Regions from separate parts of the Danio rerio genome. Here region 1 is linked to region 2. The links are chromatin contacts, called in public HiChIP or PLAC-seq maps. All regions are on one chromosome and are shown on one strand. Each heading gives the region's core, a stretch centred on a gene start, on an enhancer-like site or on the middle of the called end of the contact. The rest is flanking DNA. Distances are from core to core; before and after follow the strand shown. Region 1 holds the start of ankra2 (ankyrin repeat, family A (RFXANK-like), 2). Region 2 holds the start of hexb (hexosaminidase B (beta polypeptide)).

Region 1 (4,249 bases), core at 1,078-3,577, 370 kb after region 2:
AATTCTACACACAATACCCCATAATGACAATGTGAAACAAGATTTTTGTATTAATTATTGCAAATGTATTAAAAATTAAAAAAATTAAAAATCACATGTACTTGAGTATTCACAGCCTTTGCTCAATACTTTGTTGGTGCACTTTTGGCAGCAATTACAGCCTCAAGTCTTTTTGAATATGACGCCACAAGCTTGGCACACCTGCCTTTGGGAAGTTTTGCTCATTCCTCTTTGCAGTATCTTTCAAGCTTTATCAGGTTGGATAGGAAGTGACGGTGTACAGCCATTTTCACATCTCTAAAGAGATGTTCGATAGGATTTAGGTCTGGGCTCTGGGTGGGCCACTCAAGGACATTCACCAAGTTGTTGTAAAGCCACTCCATTGATATTTTGGTGGTGTGTTTTGGGTCATTGTCCTGCTGGAAGACGAACTGTTGCCCCAGTCTGAGGTCAAGAGTACACTTAAGCAGGTTTTCATTCAGGATGTCTCTGTACATTGCTGCATTCATCTTTCCCTCTATCCTGACTAGTCTTCCAGTTCCTGCTGCAGAAAAACATCCCCACAGCATGAGGCTGCCACCACCACGCTTCACTGTAGGGATGGTATTAGCTTGGTGATGAGCGGTGCCTGGTTTTCTCCAAACGTAACGCCTGGCATACACTCCAAAGAGTTCAATCTTAGTCTCATCAGACCAGAGAATTTGGTTTCTTATGGTCTGAGAGTTCTTCACATGCCATTTGGCAAATTCCAGGTGGGGAGTGGCTTCCGTCTGGCCACTCTACCCTACAGACAGACAGAATGACCATCGGGTTATTGATTTCCTCCCTGACTAAGGCCCTTCACCCCCGATCAGTCAGCTTGGATGGCCGGCCAGCAAAGAGTACTGGTGGTTCCAAACATCTTCCACTGTGCTCATTGGAACATTCAGAGCAGCAGAAATTTTCCTGTAACCTTCCCCAGCCTTGTGCCTCGAGACGATCCTGTCTCAGAGGTCTACAGACAATTCCTTTGTCTTCATGCTTGGTTTCTGCTTTGACATGCACTGTCAACCCTGGGACCTAACATAGACAGGTGTATGCCATTTCAAATCATGTCCAATCAACTGAATTTACTACAGGTGAACTCCAATTAAGCTGCTAAAACATCTCAAGAATAATCAGTGGAAACAGAATGTAGCTGAGCTCAATTTAGAGCTTCACGGCAAAGGCTGTGAATACCTATGTACATGTGATTTTTCAGGTTTTTTATTTTTAATAAATTTGCAGCAATTTAAACAAAATCTTTTCACCTTGTTATTAAGGCGTATTATGTGAAGAATATTGAGGAAATAAATGAATTCAATCCATTTTGGAATAAGGCTGCATCATAAAATTTGTGGAAAATTGAAGCGCTGTGAATACTTTCTGGATGCATTGTATGTCACAAACTATAAATTAATAATAATTATACAAAATAAGCAGCAGATGAGCATAGAAACTATATAGAAAATAATGTGGTAAAATAAATGTCCATATTTTAAAGACATTGCATGGAACAATGGATTTTTTCAGTGCTTTCTGACTGGTTTAGTGTAGATCACTGATTTTTAAAGAAACCAGATGTTAAATGTAGCGATTTTGCAATGGCAAGACAGTTTACCAGAAGCACTTGAGCCAACTTAATGAAAATTAAAAGTCTGTGCACATAGTAATAAACTAGTTATTATAATATAATAATATTACTATTATTAATGATGATGTTTTGTTGTTGTTGTTGTTGTTGTTTAGTCATTTAGAAATAGTTTAGAAATGGTAGTTTAGTTTTTTGAAATGGTGTTTTTGGATAAACAGTGCCCAAGAAACTTATTTTCTGTCGTTGGCTTTTTATTTTATTTTATACATTTTCTTTGAAAAAGTGACCTCTGCATGGATTTATTTTACTTTGTTTTATGAAGATAGAAACTTATAAATAATTTACTTCAGTCCACTAACCATTTAACTACAGCCTGTTTATTGAGTTGCTAAAACAAATTACACCAGTTCACACACAATCTACTATAGGCCTATATGTGTGTGCGTGTGTGTGTAGTACACACATACACACACACACACACACACACACGGAGAGAGGGAGAGAGAGAGAGAGAGAGAGAGAGAGAGAGAGAGAGAGAGAGAGAGAGAGAGAGAGAGAGCAAGCACACATATATAATAACTTTACCAACAATTAAAATTATGAGCGCAATTAAAAAATTATGAACTATAATGAGCGCAATATAATTTCAAATTACACCCTTTGTATTTTGTTATAGTTTAATATTTTCATCTTCCACAGCCACATGCAGCCGCTTGACTCCGCCCTCTCAGCGTTCGAAAAAGCTTTATTTACAGTTTACTTCAAGGACAACCCGTCATTTCAAAACAAACGATATTAATAAACGGTAGGTATATATGATTTCACTATTAATATAGACGACGCTTTTCAATTGATTAAAATGTTTCACAACATGTACAGTTGTCGATGTTTATGCTGAAGTCATTAGATAGTATCCTTAGCCCTTTAATTCTGCATAAGAAATCAAGCTAAGTAAAGCTGACAAATGAATTAGCCCGGTGTGCTCTCTCGCAATCTGATTTCTGTCTGATCTAAAAAAAAGGCTGGAACTGAGATATATCAGTACACTATATGTTCCATTTCCAGCGCAATATATCTGTTAGCGGTCGTTAGCTGGTTGGCTAACCAGGGTTGTTTTGGTCATTGACATTAAACGTGTTCAGTTGTGTACGTTCGTTACGGGAATGGGAGGTGATGTACGTTATTGTCCAGGATTAAAGAGCTTTTATTTCCAAACGAGCAGAGTTTAAAATTAAATTATATAATCTTATCAGTTATAAACCATAACAATATTTGTTATAACGTTACCATTAGTCTATTATTGCTGTTAGTGACTGCTTTGTGGTTATAGACCCAACATGAGAAATCACCAATGTTGAACGCTTTTAAATTAGCTAACAAAACTACAGTTGTAAATGTGAGCTACAGTTTGTGTGAAATTAATCTGATTATTCACCGTTTTCCACTATCTAAATACCCAGGTAGAAAAGCTTCTTTCTACATGGGGCCAAACATCAAGTTACCATAAGGGGTTTATTATATCTACGGAACCTGCTCTGGAACTGTTAGCTTCATTGAAATACTGCAAATCCTGAGTGGTCAATGGCATCAGAGGAGATGGAGGGTTTGTGCCCCTTACCAGAGGTGACGGGCATCAAAGTGGAGCCATCAGTCAGCATTGGCTCGACAGAGGATGCCAGCTCACAGAACGCCATGGGCATAAAGTTTATATTACCCAATCGCTTTGACATGAACGTGTGCTCACGCTTTGTGAAGTCGCTGAACGAGGAAGACAGTAAAAATATCCAGGACCAGGTGAACTCTGATCTGGAGGTGGCTTCTGTTTTATTTAAAGGTAAAGCAAATAAATGGAGCCAAATGACCAACTTTTACTGTCATGAGTGTCATTCATATGCCTCGTCTCTGCCTCTTTCTCTTTACAGCGGAGTGTAATATTCAAACCTCTCCGTCACCTGGTATTCAGGTTAGGCATGTGTACACGCCATCGACCACCAAACACTTCTCTCCCATCAAGCAGTCCACCACTCTCACTAACAAACACCGTGGGAATGAGGTCTCATCCACTCCCTTGCTTGTTCACTGTAAGTCTTCACATCATATTTGTCAACCTCCTTTTTAAAATAAATCATAAGCATAACTTAATTTAAATTACTGCTCTTTCAAATCTGTTCTAGCACTGTCGATACATCAGTTGGCAGCACAAGGAGAGATGGTGTTTTTAGCAAGTCGAATAGAACAAGGCAAGTTTATTTATTTTGTAAAACAGGGTTTCCATGGATAATGGAATATCATGGAATTTTGAAAGCCAATTTTCCCAAGTCATGATGTTTTTCATATTGGATTAAATATTTGATTTTTCTTTTATTTGAATGTAATTTTTCCATTCTGTGCACTCAAAAAATTACTTTTGCTGCTTGTTGAAACTATTGATTTAATATCAGTTGAACCAACTCAATTCTTAAGTTATTTGGGGGCAACTCAAGTGTTTATGTTCCCTTAAATTTAAAAAACAATTCAGTTAACTTAACCAATTTGTGTTGGGACAACATGAAGTACCTTGTGTTGTTTCGCACGATTTGGCTGTGGCTGTTGTTAGGCTCTTTTTCAGTGACATTTTATTAATTTCCTGATTGTCAA
Region 2 (4,035 bases), core at 1,044-3,543:
ACACACCAATTTAGTTATAAATTTACATAAAATGTATGGACAAGATAATGACTGCAATCCCTTTCTCTCATAATCTCTCATTTAGGGATTGCTGGCAGTATAATACCAATCCTTAGAAACAACAAATCTATTTTAGAAGATTGAAGTGCAGCTCATTAGAAAGGAAATAAGCCGCAATCTTGAAGTCTTTGTGGTTGCTAAATGTGATAAGCTGTTACATATTACACCCTGTTAAGCATTTCCTTTCATGCAGACACTATTAAATGTCATTAAGAAAAATATTTCAAGGCTTGTCAGTATGTTAGGAGTTTGTACAATGTATTTTTGTACTTTTTTCAGATTTTCAAAGATATACTCAGCAAAGCTGTATTTTTAATAAGTCAAGCTAACACATTATTGTATTCAAATAATGTATTTTCTTTGCTCTGCCATACCATTCCCAATGTTTTTTTTAAATACATTGGATTTGAATTTTGACCTTAAAGCAACACAGAGCAATAAAAAGCAACAATTATTAAGTCAGAAAAGAAATGCAAACAAAACAAACAAAAAAAGATTTTGAAAACCATTACTACTTCAGTTCCTCCAGCATTATTCATGGGTTAACAATGTTACACATACATTTCTAGGCCAGTGGGCACAAGCAATAAGGTGATCTTGCAGACGAGGACAGGGTTATACCTTTAAACTGTTATCCTTGACATTTGACAGGAAATTAAAAAAGGTTTTCAGGTGGCTTCGAATCCAGCATTGTCATCAGATAGATTGCGTCTCTCTAAATGTAAAGTGCTAGAAAATTCTGAAAGCCAGTATTTAAAAATGGGGTTTTGATGCTTTTTTTCATTGACAAAGAATTATTGTTTTAGCTATCATCATACCATATTGGACATGTAAAGTTTTTTTATGCATTTTTCGTGTTGTTAAGAAATTTGTATTTTTGAGACTAATGAAGAGTGCAGAAGTCAATGATTTATTTTCACTATGTAGCCTGACATGTTTACTGCACCAAAATATTAGAAATATTTCTTAAAAATAAAATATAATGTGTTCAATGGGGGAAAAGTTATTATTTTTTACCCATTTGAAATAACTTATTTTAGAGCAGTAATTACGACACCATGGTAAAAATGTTATCCTACCGCCAGAAACTTAAATGAATTATACATTTATTAATTTTATTTTTTGCAATAAAATCACTTATGATTAATTTAATACATCCTTTTTAATGTTGTGCATGTCCAAGCGAGTGCTTGTTTGTGGTATTTACTGTACAGCTCCATTTCATTGTGAAGTTTTGCTTACCTCGCAAAGCTCCCCATACATTAGCAGCTTTGAGCACAGCTGAGGTTTCATCAACCGACAGCGAATCTACAAAGAGAAAGCATATCTTTACACAACTAAAACACTGACTGGTTTATACCAACACTGTTTAAAGTTGATATCCTGATGCAGCTTCTCTGATAACATCCCAAGAAAAGTGTTTACATTAAACTTGGGTCAAGTGTTACTACATCTAAAAAGAGCTTCTATATTACGGTAATTCGTTAACCGGATTAGACCTCCGACAGTCTGTTAGTGGATTTGGCCATCTTCTTTCGGATTACAGATCATTGAGGATCACGGAGGCGGAAGAGAAAAGAGCTCACATGACTCGTCGGTTCGAAGACTCGGGTAACCGTCGCACTCCGGATCAGCTGATGTGATCCATACCTGCAGCTCCGAGAGATCTGAATCAAACGCTTTCTTTCGGCTTTTCTCCTGCCTTTTCAGCTCTCCAAACATGTATTCAAAATATCTGCAAGGCAAAGCAGTCAGTTCATGACTCTGCTTACTGTATATATTGACAGGGAGCTCACATGAATCACGTGCTAATACTTCCTGTTAAGGCAAAACCGCAGCGCCATTCATAACACAATATCGGCGTAAATGCGATCGAGAAATATTATACAGTAACAATTACCTGCGAAATGCATTCTCGAGTAGACTGCAGCTCGGTCCGGCGGTGGACTGTTTGGCGTGGACGATTTGAAAGCTGGCGGCGCTGAGTTTAAAAGCGACCGCGGACGACTGGTATTTCTGCGGTAGAGGCCATAGAGAGATTTCATCCAGCTCTTTCTGTTTTTCAAAAAGATCTCCAAAAAGCCAGCCGTGACATACGGCTACCACCAAAAACAGAGGGGTAAACTTGAGCAGACAGAGCATGGTTGTGTTGAGCGGTCAGCTGACTGACTCTGCTTCCAGTCTGAGCGGAGGACTGTTCGTGTGTGTGTGGATGTGCTGTGCGAAGCTCAAAGCCAAAGGCGGTGTTTACCTCGACTCAACCCAAGTCATGGGACCTTCCAAACCGTCACACCTTCCCCTCCTAAAGAACATTTGACCTGCACAGATTACCAAACCTCAGCGTTTTATCTCTCGAGCAAAATAGTTAAATGTAGGCTACACAAATGAAAAAAATCTGTATGCGGTAATACTTGTGTTTCTGAACCATGTATGGTAAATTGATGTGGTAATTATATATTATATGGCTTTGGTAATACAACAACTATAGTAATAATATAGAAATATATGACCCATTTTAGTTTTGTGCAGTTTACTGTAGTGAAGACTAAAGTATGCTAAACGGCGAAATACAGTTTACTATAGTCAATATTACAGCATAATTACAGTAATACTTATGGCAAACCTTAGCTGAAGTAGCAATTACTGGCTTATTATATCATTATTAAGATATTGGCAGTTTATTAAAGTAAGATCACTTTCTACATCCAAAAACACAACTACTACCTTACTAACTTAAAAAGCTACATATAGTGCTTTATTGAGCTAACTGTTTGTTAATGGTTTGTTAATAGTGACAAATGTACCCTATGGTTAGCAGTGTCGCCTCACAGCAAGAAGGTTGCTGGTTTGAGTCCAAGCTGGACCACGAGGCATTTCTGTGTAGAGTTAGCATGTTTTCACCGTGTCTGCCTGGGTTTCCTCTTGGTGCTCCGGTTTCTCCCACAGTCCAAAGATATGTGGTGTTGGTTAATTGAATAAATTAAATTGGTCATAATGTGTGAATGGCAGAGTGTGAGTGTTTGCCAGCACTAATGGTTACACCTTCTCTGTGTAAAACATATGAGTAATTGGTGGTTTTATTCCACTGTTGTGACCTTTGATTAAGCAGGGATATTGAAAGTGACACTACTATACTAAACTACTAAAGTTTGTACACTACTATAATTTTTACGACAAATCACTATAGTATTTTATCATGTGGGTAACTTGCAAAACTGGATAGTGAAACAAGAAAAATGGCTGAGGGGAAAATACAATCGTTCTACAATTGCCACAGCTAAAACAGCTAAATCCTTTTTACAGTTTGCAAGATGAGTCAATTAAAACAGAGGTGACAGACTTCAAACATGTTTCAAAATAAGTCATTAAAATGGTAACGCTCTCAGCAAAATGTGTATTTCCATAGCACAATAATTGCTAAATGTCTGATATCATGGTATTTAAATCAAAAAGAGGGACAAATTGAAATGCTCTTTTGTAAAACTAGTTGCTTTAATTATCTTCCACTCCTGGTTACTGTATTACTGCAAACTTACTCTGGCTTTATGTGTACACTACACTCTCTTAGTTTTGGACAGTTTCAGTCTTTAGTTTTTCTTCAGATTAGTCCCTTTATTTATCTGGTGTCGCCACAGCAGAATGAACTGCCAACTTATCCAGCATATGTTTTACACAGCAGAGGCCAAGCAGCTGCAACCCAGTACTAGGACACATCCATACACACTCATTCACACACATACACTACGGCCAAATTTGTTTATTTAATTCACCTGTACGCCATGTCTTTGGACTTTAGTGGAAACCGGAGCACCCAGATCAATATGCAAACTCCACAAAGAAATGCCAATTGACCCAGTTGGTTTTCAAATCAGCAACCTTCCTGCTGTGAGGCGACAGTGCTAACCACTGAGCCATCGTGTTGCCTGTCTTTGACAGTATAACGCTCTGAATACTTTTATTTCTATCAACACTTCA

What was found. HiChIP or PLAC-seq counts read pairs in DNA pulled down with a chosen protein or histone mark.
Region 1: an H3K4me3 HiChIP or PLAC-seq map of embryo shows a contact between it and region 2, with 3 times the contacts expected there. The contact joins the promoter of ankra2 here to the promoter of hexb in region 2. A contact is called at or near these places in 4 of 18 Hi-C or Micro-C datasets (caudal fin, fibroblasts, hematopoietic stem cells and 1 more) and 2 of 4 datasets of contacts at active chromatin or transcription factors (caudal fin and embryo).

The regions. Positions count from the first base shown.
Region 1 is chr5:35,603,913-35,608,161 of GRCz12tu, forward strand. ankra2 (ankyrin repeat, family A (RFXANK-like), 2) reads left to right here and starts at 2,328. Exons shown (of 9, transcript NM_213129.3): 1 at 2,328-2,417; 2 at 3,073-3,446; 3 at 3,535-3,693; 4 at 3,787-3,852. The coding sequence starts at 3,194.
Region 2 is chr5:35,237,351-35,241,385 of GRCz12tu, forward strand. hexb (hexosaminidase B (beta polypeptide)) reads right to left here and starts at 2,294. Exons shown (of 14, transcript NM_001114845.2): 1 at 1,961-2,294; 2 at 1,647-1,795; 3 at 1,303-1,368. The coding sequence starts at 2,202.